Regions from separate parts of the Macaca mulatta genome. Here regions 2 and 3 are each linked to region 1. A link is a contact called in public Hi-C data. All regions are on one chromosome and are shown on one strand. Each heading gives the region's core, a stretch centred on a gene start, on an enhancer-like site or on the middle of the called end of the contact. The rest is flanking DNA. Distances are from core to core; before and after follow the strand shown. Region 1 holds the start of PLXNA2 (plexin A2). Region 2 overlaps PLXNA2 (plexin A2). Region 3 overlaps PLXNA2 (plexin A2).

Region 1 (3,168 bases), core at 494-2,993:
AACAAATGGGGGAAGTGTTCCAAAATCTTCTAGCATCTTCTTCAAATCATCTTTCTTAAGAAATTGTGGTTTAGATTCTGTCTACCCAGAGATAAAGGGATCGACTAGACTGTCTGCATGGGGAGACAAGATCTACTTATAAAAATAAATAAATAATAATACAGGGTAAATATGATAATTTATTGGTGTGTTACCAACAATAAATGCTCTTAAAGAAGTTTGAAGGAAAGAACAAGTATGGATCAGGCAACACAGCTTAGACAGATTCTTTGTGGCTCCACAGGACAAAACTAGCAGGAACCAGTGAAAGTTACAGGATCGCAAATTTCAGCTAATTACAATGAAGGACTTTTGAAGAATTAGCTGATTTCTGCAGATACTGGAGGAAAGCCTGGATCCCCCAGTCCTGTATTGAATGAACGATTGTTCGAGATGACTGGTTAGTCTAGATTTCCTTTCCTTCTTCCTCTCTTTCTCTCTCTCTCTTTTTTCTGGCTCCCTTTCTTCATCCCTCCCTCCCTGCCTTTCTTCTGCCCCTACTGCTCTAAGAATTTCGTGCAATTGCTTTTAGGTTTTCTGTAGTGATTTATATTGTTTTTTCGATTTATACCACTGAGGACTGTGGCCACGAGAGGGCAGTAGAGGAAGCTTAACAGAGTACTTGGACAGGAGTAAACTCGTGTGAGCTCTAATCGCCAGCAGGGACTACGCAGACCCTGCGAACTCGCTGGGGTCCAGCTTGCAGGCCCCTTCCGAAAAGCAGTGTTTAGAAGCTGCAGAGTTACTGAGACTGTGTAGCAAGGCATCAGTGGCCTTGAGGGCACCGAGGCATTGTCGTCCAGAATCCTGAAACCTCTCACCTTAGGTTATTAAAATAAGTTATCTTATCGCCACCCCTCTGATTCCCCTGGCAAAAAGATTCTCTGAATTGGATATAGAAAGCTCTTCTCCGGTCCCCAATGCCCTCATCCAAGTCGGGACTTCTCAGATGCCCAGGATCCCTATCAGGGCTGGAAGCCTGAGATTCAATTCAGAGCAAGGTTCATCTTCTCGTTGCAATAATAATAACAACTTCAAGCCTTATTTGACAGCTTGCTGGCTTTTTTTTTTTTTTTTTTTTTAATTTACAAGAAGAGGAAATTTGCTCCCACAAATTCCAAGACTCTAGTCTCAACCCCATCAGACAAGCCCCGTTCCTCCCCGCTCACCCCTCACTCAAAGATCAAGAGGGAGGTGTGCAGGATGTGCGCGGTGACAGGTGATGCGAATGGCGGGGGAGTCCCTGTCCCTACTGCCCTCACCCACTCTTCCTGTGTCCTGAGCTCCCCGCTAACCCCAACGCTCGACCTTCTATCTCCACCGGGGGCTAAACCAGCTGGGTTCGCAAGGCCCTACTCGAATTCCCGGGCCCTGGTAGCATTTTCCTTGCCCCCTTGGCTACTTAAGGTGGCCAATGGGTCCGGGCTGAGCTGGGCGCAGGACAGGCAGCGGAGCGGCCTCCGGATGCCAAACCTGCTTCTCCTTTGTTGACAGCTTGCGGAGGAGGAAGTCCGCGCGGGCGGGGGAGGGGGCACGGGGCTGGCTGTGGCGGGCGGTGCCAGCAGCGGGCGCGGCCCCAGCTCGGGCGGCCGCGGCCGGCGGGGAGGGGGTTAACGCGCGCGGCCTCTATGATAATGAGCTGCATGGTAAAATAGGGAGGCCGGCGCTCAGGGCTCCGCCGCCGCCGCCGCCGCCGCCACCGCGGGAGCCAGAGCTGCCGGGCTGAGAGGCATCCGCGCCAGACTGGAGCGGGAGGGCAGCGGAGCGCAGTTGCTGAGAATTTTTCAGCCGAGAGGGCGAGCGATCCGGAGAGAGACCCCGCGAGCTTGGGAACGGTAGGCAGCGCGAGGGCCGCAGCCGGCGGAGCAAACCTCGAAATAGATCTGGAAAGCCAGGCTCCCGGAGGAAATGGGACTGTGAACGAACCGGAGAGCAAGAAGGGAAGGAAGCGCCGGGATTGCTGATGTCAGAGGAGCCCGGAAAGTCGCGCTGGAAAAATCTGAAGACAGCCGGGGCTCTGCTTCTTCCCCACGAGAGACACCGCCGGCCACCCCCACACGCCCCCTCGGCGCCTCCAGGTGCCCCCAGCGAGCCGGCGACAGCGCCCAGCCGGGCTGCTGCGGGGCGACGGAGGACTGAGGGGCGCGCGGAGCGGAGACCGCGGGGCGACTTCAGGAATACAGATAAGTGGCTGGTGGCTTGACGTGGATTTTAATGAATTTGGACTCCATGTGGATTTGGTCTTCTCCCTGATTCGGAGCTGCGGGCAGGGAGAGGGGCCTCGCGCCGCCCTCAGCAGCCGGCGGCCGAGGCAGACCGAGCAGGGACGGAAGGACAGACCGACGTCGCCGAGCTGGGTAAGCGGCGGCTGGGCCGGACGCTCGGAGTCGGCAGCGCCTTCAGCCTTCTCCCCACAGGCGCGCACACCCGTGGCGGCTTCTCCCGCACCCGCCTCTTTGGGGCCCCGGCCCCAGGCAACCGGGCTTGGCCGCGGCGGGCGAGTCCCCGTGTGGGCTCGGCCACTTTCGCGGGCCGGAGCGCGGCGTGCGCGCGATCTCAGGCTCACTGGAGCCGGTGCCTCCCGCCCAGGGCTTCCCGGCCGGCAGCCAGCAGGCTTCCCGGCCGCGGGCTGAAGGCGGCAGCAGCGCTCCGCGGCGCGCCTCCACCGCGCACCTGCCGGCGCTCTGCGGCTTTGGGGAGCTCGGGGCGGCAAGGCTGTCCCGAGAGCTGGAGCCCAAAGAGGGCCTCGGTGGCACCAGCGAGACAACCCAAAGCCACAGTGGCCAGCGATCGATTTGGGGGCGTTCACTCCAGTGCCAGAGTCCCTGGTGGCCGCCGGCTGTCCCTTCAGATCCGGGACTGGAGATCAGGGGAAGGGGAAAACATCATTTGCGCGGGTTCCATAAGGCTCAGGGAGAGATTCCCAGGCACTGAATGGGTCTGAGTGTTTCATCTCCCAGGACTCCCTTTGCAGTGTATCGCCCAGCAGGGGTCCAGCCCCATAGTTTGAGGACCACGCGAGTGCTGGGGGTTGAAATGGGAGTTTGCTTAGGGTCCCAGAGGCTCCTTATGAACCATTTGAGAATATTTCCTTCCATGTGCTCTTTCTTGCCCCACCCCACAAGTTAG
Region 2 (2,940 bases), core at 16-2,515, 140 kb after region 1:
TGTCAGGCAGAAACAGATGGAGCCTTTGCTGCTACCTCTAGCGAAGACAAGAAGTCTTAGGCCTGCAACTCAGAGATACTTTCAGCTTAGACCACCTGCCTTATGCAGGTAAAGAGATTGGGGACATTGAGGCCATGGCCTGCTGCCCAGTGTTACCTCTTTAGGGGAGTTGACAGTGCAAGTGTGAATAGACGCAGGACTCTGTGACACACACCTGCTAGTCGTCACAGCCTAACCTCACCGTGCCCTCTTTCCTCTCTCTGCCAGGTCACCAGGGTCCCCGTGGAGTCATGTGAGCAGTATACAACTTGTGGGGAGTGCCTGAGCTCTGGGGACCCTCACTGTGGCTGGTGTGCCCTCCACAACATGTAAGTTTGGGGTATCCTGGAAAAGGGTTTGGCATGCAGAAGACCTGGGCTTTCCTGGAATGATGGGATAATGACAGCATTTTGCAGAGAGAGGAATTGTCCTCTTCAGAGCAGTGATTCTAATCGTGGCTTCAGTGTTGAGAATGGGAAGAGGCAAAGAGGCCACGGGTGGGCCTTCTTTCTAAGTGCAGAGCCTTTGCCTCTCTTCTTTCATTTTACTTCCAAATTCAGCCCTTCAGCTGCTCCGAAGCGAGCTGCTTATATCCTTGTGTCTTTGAAAGAACTCACAAGGGAAACTGTAGTCTTTAGGTTTCCCCAAAACCTCCACAGTGTAGCCTGAAATAGGTGCCCCTCTGTGCCAAGAGTGTGCAGATGGTGATGCACTGGCATTGGGAAGCTTAGACTCCAGCTAGCTGCTGTGTGACCCTGGATGGGTCCTCTGACAACTCCAGGCCTCTGTTTCTCCATTGCTGTTTAGGAAAAATGCCTGTTTCACAGGTGAATTGTGAAGACTAAATGAAGTAATAAATGCTTTGGTAATAAGGAAGCCCAGAAGAGGCTACACAAATCAGAATAATTATCATGGACCCTGTACCCTTGGGAGGACCCTTCTGGCCTCATTATTTCATGATTCCAAGAAGTTTGCATCTCACTTCAACTGGCTTCATCATCTGCCATTGAATACGAACTGAATATAAATGCTAAATCACACTTAAACTTTCTAATTTGAAGAGCCCCAGGGGAAGAGAAAGGGTGAAAACCCCGAAAGACAGGAGCTGGCTAGGAATTCTGTTGCCCAATGGAGTTGGAAACTCCAGGGCTCTGTGCCAGCCAGCAAAGCATCTCCATGAAATGAGCTGGGTTTGGGGTGGAGGCGGAGGCAGAGGGCCAGAGTTCAGGGTCCTGCACAATAGCTCTTGGCTTCCAGCCTCTGCAGCAGGTGTTGGGAGGGCTCTGGAGGGAGGGAGGGAGGCTGGCGCCTCACAGATGCAAAATCTGGACTGGATTTGAGCCCATGAATACTGGGTTCCCTGCTTGGGATTAGGAGGTAAGAGATTCCTCATAAAGTTTTGCAGAAATGCTCTTAGCAGACCTGGATGGTGTGCCTCCATTTAGGTCGGACAAGTGGTAGATGCTCATGTTGTGCCCCAGGAATGGCAAAAGCAGGTAAATTTTGGTTCCCTGCAGTGAGGCTGACCCACCAACCAGCAGGCAGGGTCTTTCCTCGAAAGAATTTCTTTCTCCAAAGGACCTGACAGCCTTCTGCCAGCTCTGTGCGAAGGGCCCTGGGCGGCCTGCCCTCTAGCTCTGCAGTGGTCATGTCTGGTGGTACCTCCTACTCCCCATGCCTCCCCCACTCTGTCCTCCCAGCTTCAGTGCCTGTGGCACTTCTCCCATGTCGAACACACCAAAATGATAGATCGGGGATTATCATTTATTCAACAGCAAGGACGTCTGCTTTCCCCGACTTGAACAAGTGCCTATAGATCTATCGACAATGCCTGGGCCTCCCCAGTGCCACAAACCACCCCGTCTTCCTCGTGGTGCAGGTCAGCTGTGACTGCTGGAATGAGCCACATCAGGATAGTCCCAGGTTTCCTCTGTTCCCTCAACTCCTTAACTCTTCAGAGAGTCCTCGCTACCTACCAGGGCACTCGTCTCTCGGCTACTCTGCCCCAAGAGCTCATGGAGAACAAGATTTTTGCTGTTTATACCCAGAGGTTTCTTTGCATCTGGTCATTCTCTTCTCCACCAGACCCTCCTGCAGCGCTCTCCCGCCTGCGAGCAGCAGCCTGGTATCGGGCATGAGGAGATGGGGGAAGCTGCAGCTCCTGGGTCCCCACGGAGGCCTCTTTAACGGAGGCCGAGGGCTGAGGAGCCTCTGAGGGGGTGGGGGGATTTGAAGCCTTCCTGTCTCTTCTGTATGCCTTGCTCTTGCAAGTGTGTTATTGTCTCCAAGGCTATTTATCTCTGTTAGGGCTGTTGCCATAAATAGTATGATAAAAAAGAGCCATTTCAGTGAGTCAATGAGATAAAGGCTCCAGTCAAGAGCTCACTTTAGAGCTATCTTAAGGATTCACTTAAACCTCAATAATTCTTTTCTTTGACAGCATTCATATTTAGATCCATTATGTGCCTGAAAAGGAAGAGGGGAGGAGTTTGGGGGGAGTTAGGGTGCGAATCACTGCTTGATTGTGGAATCGCTAGTGTCCCTATGGCTATTTGATTTGGATACACTGGCACCAGCCATGGAGCGGGTTTCCATGTGGCAAGGCAGGCAGCAACCTGAAGCTCCCGAGTGCTGGTGTCACCTGCCCACCTGCCACTGTGGGCAGGGGGAGCCTAGAGCCCGAGATGAAGATGTTGGGAGAAACAGCCAAACAAGTTTTCTGACAGGCAGCCCTGGCTGCAGTGCCTTGTCTGGCATTATTTCGTGACACAAATATTTATTTAAAATATACCATGTGACAGGTAGAATATCCCAATGAATAAAACATGGCCACTGCCTTCAAATAGCCATTAATCCACCCACAAGATCATCTGCAGACTGTCCCACACTGCCAAGACCCTC
Region 3 (2,965 bases), core at 187-2,686, 210 kb after region 1:
TGGATAGATATGCTGACCTCCATTATCATTGTCCTTTCTATCCCCTTTCTGGCCACAATGGGAGGGAAAGCACAGAGGCCTGGCCCTGCCAGTAATCCAAGGGGAGGCTTCCACTTCCCATCCCATCCCACTCCAGCTACCCCCAAATGTTGATGCAAGCGAGGCTACATCTTCTAGCCTTCCTAGCAGGTAACAAAATAAGCCTGTAAGTATGACAATCAAAGAGCCCATATTTTCCAGGTGGGGCTAGATTTCAAATACTCTCCCCCATGGACCCTCCAACAATGGCACTGAAGTTTTAATACAGTGGCATCCAACTTACAGCTCTCAGATTTGCTCCCAGAGTGGCCCAGAAATATTCCACCAGACCCCATGTCTCCATTTGAGCTTTGCCTGATATGCTCAGCATAACAATAAGAGACCAACAAAGAGATAACAGACAAGGCTAGAGGTTTCTACTGACCCTCAGAGGTGTGCCGTGAGCCTGTAAACTGTGGGAGCCAGGCCAAGTCTTATTCCTGTTCCAGAAACCCTCCAGAGCCCTGTGGATCAGCACTCTGCCTGGGGGTGTTCTTGAGTCTAGACCCTTCACCCGCATTCCACACTCCAGATACCACTTGTCCCAGGCCACCAATATCCTAAGCCTCTTCATACCTTTCTATCAGACTCTCCCGGTCCTGCTGTGCTCCTGCCAGGAGGCACCTGGTCCTCCAGCTTGTTTCTTGGACACAGACTGGCTTACAGCCTGTGTCCCCTCATTCACCCATGGGAAGCCCGGACTCAGGGCACTTCCTGTCTTCCTATCAAAGACCCTGATCCTACACCCTATGTGGAATGTGGAATGTGGCTGCAGGTTGGAGGAGAGATTCTTCCCTAGGATCCACGGCCCACCCAGTTTCTCCCACTTCCCCAGCGAACCAACAGTACCCTTCCCCCGCACCGCCCCACCCCACAACACTGCCGGCACAGCCTCGTGTCCCAGACAAATTTCCAAGGCAGGATGGATCCAAGGCACCATCTGGTATGCCTGTCTGCTACCTGCCATCACCCCCGCTCCATCTCACTCTCCCCAACCCCTCCTCCAGGGCACCCTGCAGAAGTTCGTGGACGACTTGTTTGAGACCTTGTTCAGCACTGTGCACCGGGGCAGCGCTCTCCCCCTGGCCATCAAGTACATGTTTGATTTCCTGGATGAGCAGGCAGACAGGCACAGCATTCATGACACAGATGTGCGGCACACCTGGAAAAGCAACTGGTAAACCCTAGGGGAGCTCGGCAGGAGGTGCAGCCTGGAGAGGCCTGGAGCTACGAGGGATGAGGACCAGGAGACGGGAGGGTGGGAGGGTAGCCTATTCTCGGCTGGGGCTGGGTGATCCGAAGCTCCTGGAACAAATAGTGCACATATGCTCTGCAGAGCCCACACAGTCCCCAGCTGCCTGTGCCAAGTAGGGTCTGCCTGGCTTGAGGCCCAGCACTAGGATGCACCCTTGAGTCCCCCAAGAAGAGCCTCCTCCCCTGGCTGTGAGATCTCTGGTTCTCAGGAGAAGGGAGCTGAGGGAGCCCATGCAAAGAACTGCATTGGAAGCCTGCAGCAGAGCTTCACAGCCAGGCATTGTGGGCCATTCTGAGTGGGGCAGTTCTAAGGCACTTCCTGAGATGGGGAAGCCCTGAATCAAACTGAGACCCCTGGTGAAGTTGGTCAGCACTGGAGAGGGAGTTCACACCTGCTATAGACTTGAGCCCACTGACAGGGAGGATTTCATTGCAAACTTGATCTCTTAAGGCCAAGTGATTATCCTGGCGCCATAGCTTTCAGGAAGCAGCAGGCAGAATGCCCTGTAGGCATGACTCTCTCCCCTAAAGTCACCTCCGCAACCAGACCAGCAGTGGGAGAAGCCCTCAGGCCCCTGGTAGGAGACTTTATCCTCATGGGTTTTGAACCTGGACCACAGACCAAGCTAAAGACTGGCTTTCAGGTCAGACAGGACCCGGCCAAGAGCTGGCATCAAAAGGCTTCCTTTGGGAAAGAGCACGGAGAGGGGAGAGGGGAGGTCCAGGCATTTGGGTTGGGCAGGCAGCCCATGCAGCTGTCTGGAGTCAGCGGTCTCCTCAGAAAACAGAGCCGACACAGATGGGCCCAGGCTGTTATTTGGGAATCAAAAGTCCTAGCAACCAACAAAACACTTTGGAAAAAGCCAACCCCAGTCCCATCTATTCCTTCCTCCTCCCGGGTCTTGTGGTCGCTGAGCCTTCCTCAATCTGCAGCTTTGATCACAGTGGAGTGAAATGGATAAGCTGGGGTGGCCCTAGGGTTAAGAGCCCACAGTCCACTTTGCCAGGACAGGCCTTCCAGATCTGCATTCCCTGGACAGCACATGCCTGTCCCCTTTGCTTTGGAGCATCCCCAGCCCAGTGCTGGGAGAGGGCAATTCAGGGGAAATCAAGAGAAAGTCCAGGGTTATCCCCATCTCTGTATCTTCGGTGTGCTGGCCAGATCCAAGTAATAGAAATGCACTACCCTGGCATCGTGGTGTGGAGAGAGTTTCCTTACCCAGACCTCAATAGCAAATGTCCAGGGAAGGATTACCAGAAACTACCCAAGGCTGCCAGAAGAAGGGGAGGGCAGAAGAGATGAGTCAGCTCTCAGCTGCAGCAACTCCTCCCGGGCTAAAGGAAAGTGAAAGATCCTGTTGTGTTTTGGAGGATAGGCAGAAATCATCATGGAAGAGCCCAAGTCTGGGTAATGCAGATCTTTCCCAAGACCTGGCACTACTGAGACATTTGGGAAAGTTTGGGGCCCATGAGAGTCAAGAGAAGATGAAGAAGGGGAAAGAAGAAGAAGCTGGGGAGCTGGGAACATCATCTCAGGCTGGAGGACAAGCCTGCGACAGGGCCTGTTCCACAGAGGAGTCAAAAGAGTTAAAGCCCAGGAGACTGCTGGAAAAGAAGGCAAAGCTGGGAAAGG

Evidence for each region. A called contact is a pair of places that touch in the nucleus more often than the background predicts.
Region 2: a contact with region 1 is called in a Hi-C map of fetal cortex germinal zone, with 2.4 times the contacts expected there. The contact joins the enhancer-like site here to the promoter of PLXNA2 in region 1. A contact is called at or near these places in 3 of 14 Hi-C or Micro-C datasets (cortical neurons, fetal cortex germinal zone and liver).
Region 3: a Hi-C map of fetal cortex germinal zone shows a contact between it and region 1, with 2.3 times the contacts expected there. The contact joins the enhancer-like site here to the promoter of PLXNA2 in region 1. A contact is called at or near these places in 6 of 14 Hi-C or Micro-C datasets (blood, cortical neurons, fetal cortex germinal zone and 3 more).

The regions. Positions count from the first base shown.
Region 1 is chr1:65,982,457-65,985,624 of T2T-MMU8v2.0, reverse strand. PLXNA2 (plexin A2) reads left to right here and starts at 1,743. Exons shown (of 32, transcript XM_001110951.5): 1 at 1,743-2,396.
Region 2 is chr1:65,840,571-65,843,510 of T2T-MMU8v2.0, reverse strand. It overlaps PLXNA2 (plexin A2), which reads left to right. Exons shown (of 32, transcript XM_001110951.5): 5 at 268-368. Among named protein-coding and RNA genes, the nearest start is that of PLXNA2, 140 kb to the left of the region's middle. Within about 2 kb of position 1,265, at least 11 of the 40 cell types and tissues checked have an H3K27ac peak or open chromatin away from gene starts, as enhancers often do. A contact at or near this core is called in fetal cortex germinal zone, where this site is marked.
Region 3 is chr1:65,769,477-65,772,441 of T2T-MMU8v2.0, reverse strand. PLXNA2 (plexin A2) reads left to right here. Exons shown (of 32, transcript XM_001110951.5): 29 at 1,086-1,255. Among named protein-coding and RNA genes, the nearest start is that of CD34, 120 kb to the right of the region's middle. Within about 2 kb of position 1,436, at least 6 of the 40 cell types and tissues checked have an H3K27ac peak or open chromatin away from gene starts, as enhancers often do. A contact at or near this core is called in fetal cortex germinal zone, where this site is marked.